Linked DNA regions of Mus musculus: region 2 is linked to region 1. A link is a contact called in public promoter capture Hi-C data. All regions are on one chromosome and are shown on one strand. Each heading gives the region's core, a stretch centred on a gene start, on an enhancer-like site or on the middle of the called end of the contact. The rest is flanking DNA. Distances are from core to core; before and after follow the strand shown.

Evidence for each region. Promoter capture Hi-C pulls out the DNA fragments that hold promoters and counts their contacts.
Region 2: a promoter capture Hi-C map of macrophages shows a contact between it and region 1, with 6 read pairs. The contact joins the promoter of Tmed1 here to the enhancer-like site in region 1. A contact is called at or near these places in 2 of 39 promoter capture datasets (the C10 cell line and macrophages), 1 of 15 datasets of contacts at CTCF or cohesin (CD8 T cells), 3 of 484 Hi-C or Micro-C datasets (Th1 cells, bone marrow-derived macrophages and muscle stem cells), 5 of 115 datasets of contacts at active chromatin or transcription factors (bone marrow-derived macrophages, effector CD8 T cells, embryonic stem cells and 1 more) and 3 of 9 other capture datasets (adipose tissue, liver and pancreatic islet).

Annotation. Positions count from the first base shown.
Region 1 is chr9:21,451,440-21,455,122 of GRCm38.p6, forward strand. The region is part of intron 1 of Dnm2 (dynamin 2); the gene reads left to right. Among named protein-coding and RNA genes, the nearest start is that of Gm46104, 12 kb to the right of the region's middle. Within about 2 kb of position 1,757, at least 100 of the 459 cell types and tissues checked have an H3K27ac peak or open chromatin away from gene starts, as enhancers often do. A contact at or near this core is called in adipose tissue, bone marrow-derived macrophages, macrophages and 3 more, where this site is marked.
Region 2 is chr9:21,508,179-21,511,861 of GRCm38.p6, forward strand. It overlaps Tmed1 (transmembrane p24 trafficking protein 1), which reads right to left and starts at 2,056. Exons shown (of 4, transcript NM_010744.4): 1 at 1,816-2,056; 2 at 1,076-1,173; 3 at 753-936; 4 at 1-213. The coding sequence starts at 1,998.

The sequences.
Region 1 (3,683 bases), core at 507-3,006:
ACGTTCTAGAAGTAATCCAGTTCTGGATTACATCTGGGCCTTGAGGAGTTCTGGAGTCACAGCCACCAAGACACTCTAGCTATTTCCTGTCCTTGTTCCCCGCCCAGGCTGGCTCTCGGATGTGACTGTGAGCAGGTGGCACTAGGCCTGAGTGCCAAGGGTGGGACTGATTTGGGTCCTGCCGGATTCCTGGCTAGGGAGGGACTGCTGGGCAGAAGCTGGGTGGTACGTGGTAAGCAGCGCCAGAACTGAACTCACATGGCCAGGCAGGTGCCGGGTTGCCACTACCACCACCTGAGCTTCAGTGTCCTTGTCTGTGAAATGGCAGAGTCAGTCCTTCATCCCACCTGTTTTGTTCCCAATTCTGGGTCAGTAGAAGGGGAGATTGGGGAGAGCAGGCTTGGTCCTGCCATGATGTGGCCGCTGCTGGGATAGAAGCATGGTGTAGGGACAGACAGGTAGGGAGGAAGAGGCTTAAGGGGCTTACAGTCAGATTTGGCCTGTAATGGGGGAAGACTGAGCCTGTGTGGGCAGGCAGGGATGGCGTTGATAGGAGCAGGCTGTGCGTGCAGAGTTTAGCAGGCAACAGGAAGGCTTCACCCTGTCACTTGAGAAGAGACACACCCACCTTCACCAGAGGCCCTGGTCAGTTTGCCAGAGATAGCAGGTGGAGCTTATGCGGCATGACCTCTAATCTCATGGCTTCAGGCTCCGAGGTCTCCGGAATTACGGAGACGGGGAAGGGTCTCCACGCAGGACCTTTACCTACATCCTGCCAGGTTTCTCAAGCAATGGCTGACTCATCCTTCCTTGCTTCTGTTTGGCTTCCCTCCCTGGAGGCCTGGAGACCCACCTCCAGCTGTTGGTTCACATAGCTGTCTCTACCTTCTCCACTCTCTCTGTACAGAAAAAAATAAACAGACCTGGGTTTTGGATCAGCCGTTGTGCTACCTCTTTTTTGTCCCCTCCCAGGAGCCCTTTTCATCCTCCAAGGGGCCTAAGGCTTAGAGCCCTAGAGGCTCTGAGGAGGAAAAGCTGTTTACAATGGTCCCTGTCACTAGTCCTGTGAACGGGGATGTCCTCCTATGCCATAACTGAGCCACTGCCCAGAGAGGGCCTGATAAAGAGCCCTCTCTGGGCAGTGGCTCAGATGCCTTCTGTCTCTTCAATAACATTGAATCCTAGCAGCCGACACTGATTTATAAGGCACTGTTCAAGCTGCTGGTGACTTGACCAAATGCAGGAGCTCTGATCTGTTACAGAACCAACTACCATCTGTCTGAGGCTGAACTAGCAGGAGTGGGAAGGAAGGAAGGATAGGCTCTCAATACAGCCTCTGACTATTACTAGGTGGGCAGTCCCCTAGGGAAGGGTGGCTTGGCAGAAACCCCTGCAAAGGTCAATGGTTTGTGGCGAGAGCCACTAGTGAACCTAGATAGTCTGGAGACCCGGACTGTATTGGTCCAGCTCTGAGTGGACACAAGACCTTTGTAGAAAAGCTTTCTGAATATCTGTGTTGGGGAAGGGGTATTTGTGTGTGTGACTTATTAACATACTGGCCTAGCATTCGTGTAAAGCCTCAAGTCCATCAGCACTACATAAACATGGTGATGCACATGTGTAATCCTGGCACTTGGGAAGTAGAGACCGGGAAGGTTAGGAGTTACAAACCATCCTCTGCTCCATAGGGTTTGAGGCCAGCCTGGGCTGCATGAGTCACTCTGCCAAAGAAAAAAGGGAAGGAAACAGAAGGAGGCAGCTCCTTTTCGGAATGAGAAATGATGCAACACTTTACACTTAACTGACCACCTACCATGTGCTGTCCCTGTACCAGGCCTAGAGAAATGATCTTACGTTTACGTATCGAGGTGTGGATGTCTTTGAGCCAGAGTTCTCGACATCCCCCACAAATTTGTTGCCATCCCTCACAGTTGGCAGAGTTTTACTAACCAGGAAACCCAGACCTGAGAGAGAAGGAAGCAGACCCACGTCGCATAGCACAGAACTGGCTAAGTGGGACTAGAACGTTAGGGCAGCCAGGACACACAGGAAAGGTCATAGCAACAGCTAAGAAAAGTACTCAGGCCTGTGGAGGCAGGTGGCCTGGGGAAGGAAGAACTAGATAGCTGGAGGCTATTGCTGCTGCCAGCTAAGGACAGTTGGCATTTGTAGGAGAGCTGTCTGGGAAGCCATAGTGTGTGCTCTGCTGCACTGCCCAGGAAATACTCTTTAAAAAAAAAGAAGAAGAAGAAGGGCTGGAGAGATGGCTCAGCAGTTAAGAGCACTGACTGCTCTTCCAGAGGTCCTGAGTTCAATTCCCAACAACCACATGGTGACATGCAACCATCTGCACTGGGATTCGATGCACTCTTCTAGTGTGTGTCTGAAGACAGCTGCATTGTACTCATATAAATAAAAAAATAAACACATCCTTAAAAAAAGAATTTTTTATTTTATGTATGAAAGTGTTTTGCCTGTGTGTGTGTGTGTGTGTGTGTGTTTATGTATCATGCCTGGTGCTTGAGATCAGAAGGTGATGGATTCCCTAAGTTAGAGATGGCTGTTAGTCACCATGTTGGGTGCTGGGAATTGAACCTGGGTCCTCTGGAAGAGCAACTAGTGCTCTTAACTGCTGAGCCATTGCTCCAACTACACACACACACACACACACACACACACACACACACCCCACCCTTTTAAAAATAGATTTCTTTTTATTTATGTGTATGAGTGCTATATCTGTAGGATGCCAGAAGAGAGAATCAGACCCCATTATATATGGTTGTGAGCCACCATGTGGTTGCTGGGAATTGAACTCAGACTCAGGACCTCTGGAAGAGCAGCCAGTGTTCTTAACGGCTGAGCCATCTCTCTAGCCTCTTCTCTTCTCTTTTCTCTCTCATTTCCTTTCCTTTTCTTTTCCTTTCTTTTCTATGAAAAACACGCACACACACTTTTTTTTTAGACTAAGCTGGCCTTGAATTTAAAGAGATCTGCCTGCCTCTGCCTCCCAGTTGCTGGGATTAAAGGTGTGCACTGCCACCCCCCACCTGTATCAGACACCCATTTTTTTAAAACAGGAGAAAGAAAATGTTAGATTTTTATTTTACCTATCTTATCTAGATGTCTAGTGTGTGTGTGTGTGTGTGTGTGTGTGTGTGTGTGTGTGTGTGTAGAGGGATAGTCTTGGCATGGAAGCAGTGGAGTCTAAAGGACAACTTTCCAGAGCTCTGTCCTTCTTCTTTGTGAAACTTAAGTCTTCAAACTTGGCAGCAGATGCCTTTACCCCCTTAGCCATTTCACTTTGCTTAGTCCCAGGGTTCAGGGAAACTGCATGACGTCAGCTCTGGCTGCCGGCTCCCAGTCTGCCCAGTGACATGACTGCTGTCTCTTACTTGGCTTCTGCCTTCTCTGTTGTCTTCCCGATTGACCACCAAGGCCCCAGTCTTTCCTTGTGAGAACTGGAGCTTGTTCTGGGCATCACAGCCGTCACCATTGAAACTCTCTATATCCCTTGTCTGGGACAGAGGCTGGTGATGTCTGAGGCGTCACCATTGTCCTCAGGCTGCCTGACATCTCAGATTGACCAAATGTAAAGTCACTGCACTGCTGTGTTATGTGTTACTGGTCCTGGAGAGGGGGGGGGGGTGTTCAGGGACAGATTCACCCTCTGAGAGGCTGCA
Region 2 (3,683 bases), core at 806-3,305, 57 kb after region 1:
GGGTACAGGGCGCTTGTCATGGAAGAAGCGCTTGAGTGTGCAGACTTGCAGGACAGCCACCAGCAGCAACACAGCCACATTGGCAGCTGACCAGAAGTTGACCCGCTCCAGGTTGTCTTCTTGAAGATTTCGATCACGAGCCTCAAAGGCTCGGAGCAGAGTGAGCATCTGGATGCTCCGTTCCAGCCGGGTCCTCATGGTCTCTATGGATTCCTGCCAGGGCACAAAGGAACGGGTCAGGCTGCTTAAGTCAGAATGCCTACCTACCCCACCACGCACGGCTCTGGCTATCCGTTCACCTGCCTCACGTCTTCTCTAGAAACTGAGGGGTTTTCCCCTTGGTGTTTTTTTTTTTGTTTTTTGGGTGGGTGTGAGACTTTTCTTTTTAAGAGGGATTGGGGCACACGTGCATGGCAGACGACCCCAGGTAGCCAGGCTTGGTGCAGTTGCCTTTGCCTATCAAGCCACTTCACCAAACTCTGCTAGTCTGTGCAAGCCAAGGATGACCTTGAACTTGTGATCCTCAGGACCAAGAGAACCATACCCAGTGTGTGCAGTGCTGGGTGTGGGGGCTCAGCTGTGGGAGCGTCCTAGGTAAGTGCTCTGCCAACTCAATTATTCCCGGCCCTTTCTGTTGGTTTTGTGAGACGGGAGCTTGCTATGTAAATAAGGTTGGTCTTGAACTCACTGGCATCCTGCCTCAGCCTCCTCAGAACTGGGATTCTAAGCATGCACCATCATACCCAGCTCACCTTGATGTCTTCCATTTTGACATCAAGCATCTCTTCTGGCTCCACAGCCTCCGCCCAACCTTCTACCTCCTCCTCATCTTGGAAGCTGTCAAAGATGAGCTCAAAGAACACAAGCTTTTCTGAGATGGTGCTGAAGGAGTTGTCAAAGCACAGCCTGTAGTCTCCGGCCTCAGTAGGCTCCACCCTGGGCAGACAGATGAGACATAGACGTGACCCTGGAGTGACCAGCCAGCTGGTCTGTGGAACCAGTAGGATGGTAACCTGAGGCCACTGGGGAGCTGCAGGGCTGTAACTGAACCAAGGCAGGGCAGGACTTCACTCACGTGTGTACCCCATCAGCCTTTCGAGACTCACTGACCAACAGCACACCCTGAGGGCTCTCCAAGGTGAAGTCCACGTCCAGCCCAGCACCTCCGATCACCTGAAGAGCAGGTAAGAATTGGGGAACTGGCAGCTTTGTGCAAGCCTATCTGCCACAGAAAGCCTGGGTTAAACCGAACCGGGAAAGACCCATGTAAGATCACCAAGAACCTATCTTTAAGAAGAAAAAAGAACAACCACAAATCCCAGGTATTTGCTTGAGATAGAGGAGTAGCGCCTGTGGAGGGAGATTAGTCAGAGCTGCACTTCTACCATAGAGTTAGGAAACTCGGGTCGTCGTAGTTTAGCAGCAAGCGGTTTTTGTTTTGTTTTGTTTTGTTTTAACCCAGCAAGCTATTTGGATTCCCCCAAGGGCCTATCTGAAGACCAACATCCATCCACACCTACAAGGTTTCTTCCCAGTCCCTAAGATGGATACATCCACGTGAGGTCTTTTATCAACCACCCTGCCAACGCCCTTGAGTAGTCTAAGGTGGCTGTCTACCTGACCGCTAACTTAATCGTAACCTACCCAACAGCCGCCAGGAACTTCCCTAGAACCCAACCCAAAGAGCTCTGAGCAGAGCATGCCCCTTCTCTGCAAGACTATTAGCGTTCTGGCCACACCTCTGCCCCGCCCCTCCCGCCTGTTGGCCACGCCCCCAGCCCTGCTCTATTCCGAGCCCGGGACCCCCTCTCTCACCTGGTACTCGGTCTCAAGACTAGCATTGGCCGGTGCGGACTGATAGAAACACTGCTTTCTCCCGGCGGGAAGCAGAAATGTGAACTCGCCGTCCTGGATAGGCGGCGGCCCTGCCTCTCCCACTCCTACTGCTGGCAGGAGTAGCCACAGGGCCAGTGCTACGGCCGCGCCGGCCGCCATCATCCGGGTCACCCTCTACTCACGGGGCGTGGACCCTTTAAGGATTTGTCCTGCCCACCTCTTATTTCGGCAAAGCTCATTGGCTTCGGCTTCTGTTCGACCCCAAAGCCGCGGAATGCTGACTGAAGGGCCCCAGGATGGGGAGCTGCCCTGGTAATTGCCTAATCTGCTAGAAAGCATACTAACGCTACTGCGAACTTCGTGAAACCTACCCAAGTCTGATATCAACCACTGCATTTGGTGGGGGCACTGACAAATCTAAAAATGGTGAAGCACTTCTTTACAGGCAACAATTAAGATGACTAAACGGGGAGGTTTGCAGGTCCTCCCTTGGCACCGCCCGCTCTCTGCCTTCCCCAATTCAAGGTGCTTTTGCCCATTGGTCAATCAAGTGTAGGCGTAGCCCTCCGAGGACGGCGGCTTTGTTGGATTCTGATCTCAACTTGTGTGACGGGTGCGACAGGCAGATATGCCAGGTGCTAGTATTCCAATATTGGAGTTCTGGCGATGTTAGTTCAGTGAGCATGGCCTCCCCCGACTGCTTTTCCTTTACACCTTATACCATCCCTAAGGGGGTGGTGGAATGTTTGTTGGTGAGTAGAATACTGCCTCAGCCTGCGTACAATACATCTCAAACCTTTGGGTCAGCAGGTCCACGTGCATCTGTGCTGACACATGCAGTATTCCAGTACTTGAAAGGCTGAGTCGGGAGGTGGAAGGAGTTCGAGGCCATCCTCTCGAACTGGTATGGAACTACATAGTTCCAGACCAGCAAAAAAATCAAGGAATCTATTTTGGGCTTTGAATGGCTCAGAGAACACAGGCGCTTGCTGCTAAACCTAATGACCTTAGTTTAATCCCCATGTGCTACGATAGTGGAAGGTCAGAATTGACTCCTGCAATTGTCCTCTGACCTACACACACACACACACACACACAACACTGTGTGCTTAGCTCTTGTTCACTTGACAAAATAATCTGGCAAGTTGAGTGTCACTTGAGGAATTGCCTGTTGGGCATTTTCAACGTTGCTGGAAGACCCAGCCCACTGTAGATGGTACCTTTCCTAGACAGGTGGGGATGAGCTATATAAGAAAAGTAGCTTGAGCCGGGCGTGGTGGCGCACGCCTTTAATCCCAGCACGCAGGAGGCAGAGACGGGTGGATTTCTGAGTTCGAGGCCAGCCTGGTCTACAGAGTGAGTGCCAGGACATAGGACAGCCAGGGATACACAGAGAAACCCTGTCTCGGGGAAAAAAAAAAAAAAAGAAAGAGAAACCTCAAAAGAATAAAGGTAATTTACAGCAACCAACATCAGCCTAAACAGAACTCAGAACATTTCCACAATCAGGAATAAAACAAGGTGTCCACTCCCCATATCTGCTTAATATAGTACTTGAAGTACTTGAAGTCCTTTTATTTTTTTTTTTTAAACAGTTTCTCTTTGTAGCCCTGGCTATCCTGGAACTCTAGACCAGGCTGGCCTTGAACTCATGGAAATCTGCCTGCCTCTCTCTCCCAAGTACTGGAATTAAAAGCATGTGCCACCACCTCTCAGTAGTCCTTGATGTCTTAGCTAGAGTAAAAAGATACCAGAGGGCTGGTGAGATGGCTCAGTGGTTAAGAGCACTGACTGCTCTTCCGAAGGCCCTGAGTTCAAATCCCAGCAACCACATGGTGGCTCACAAC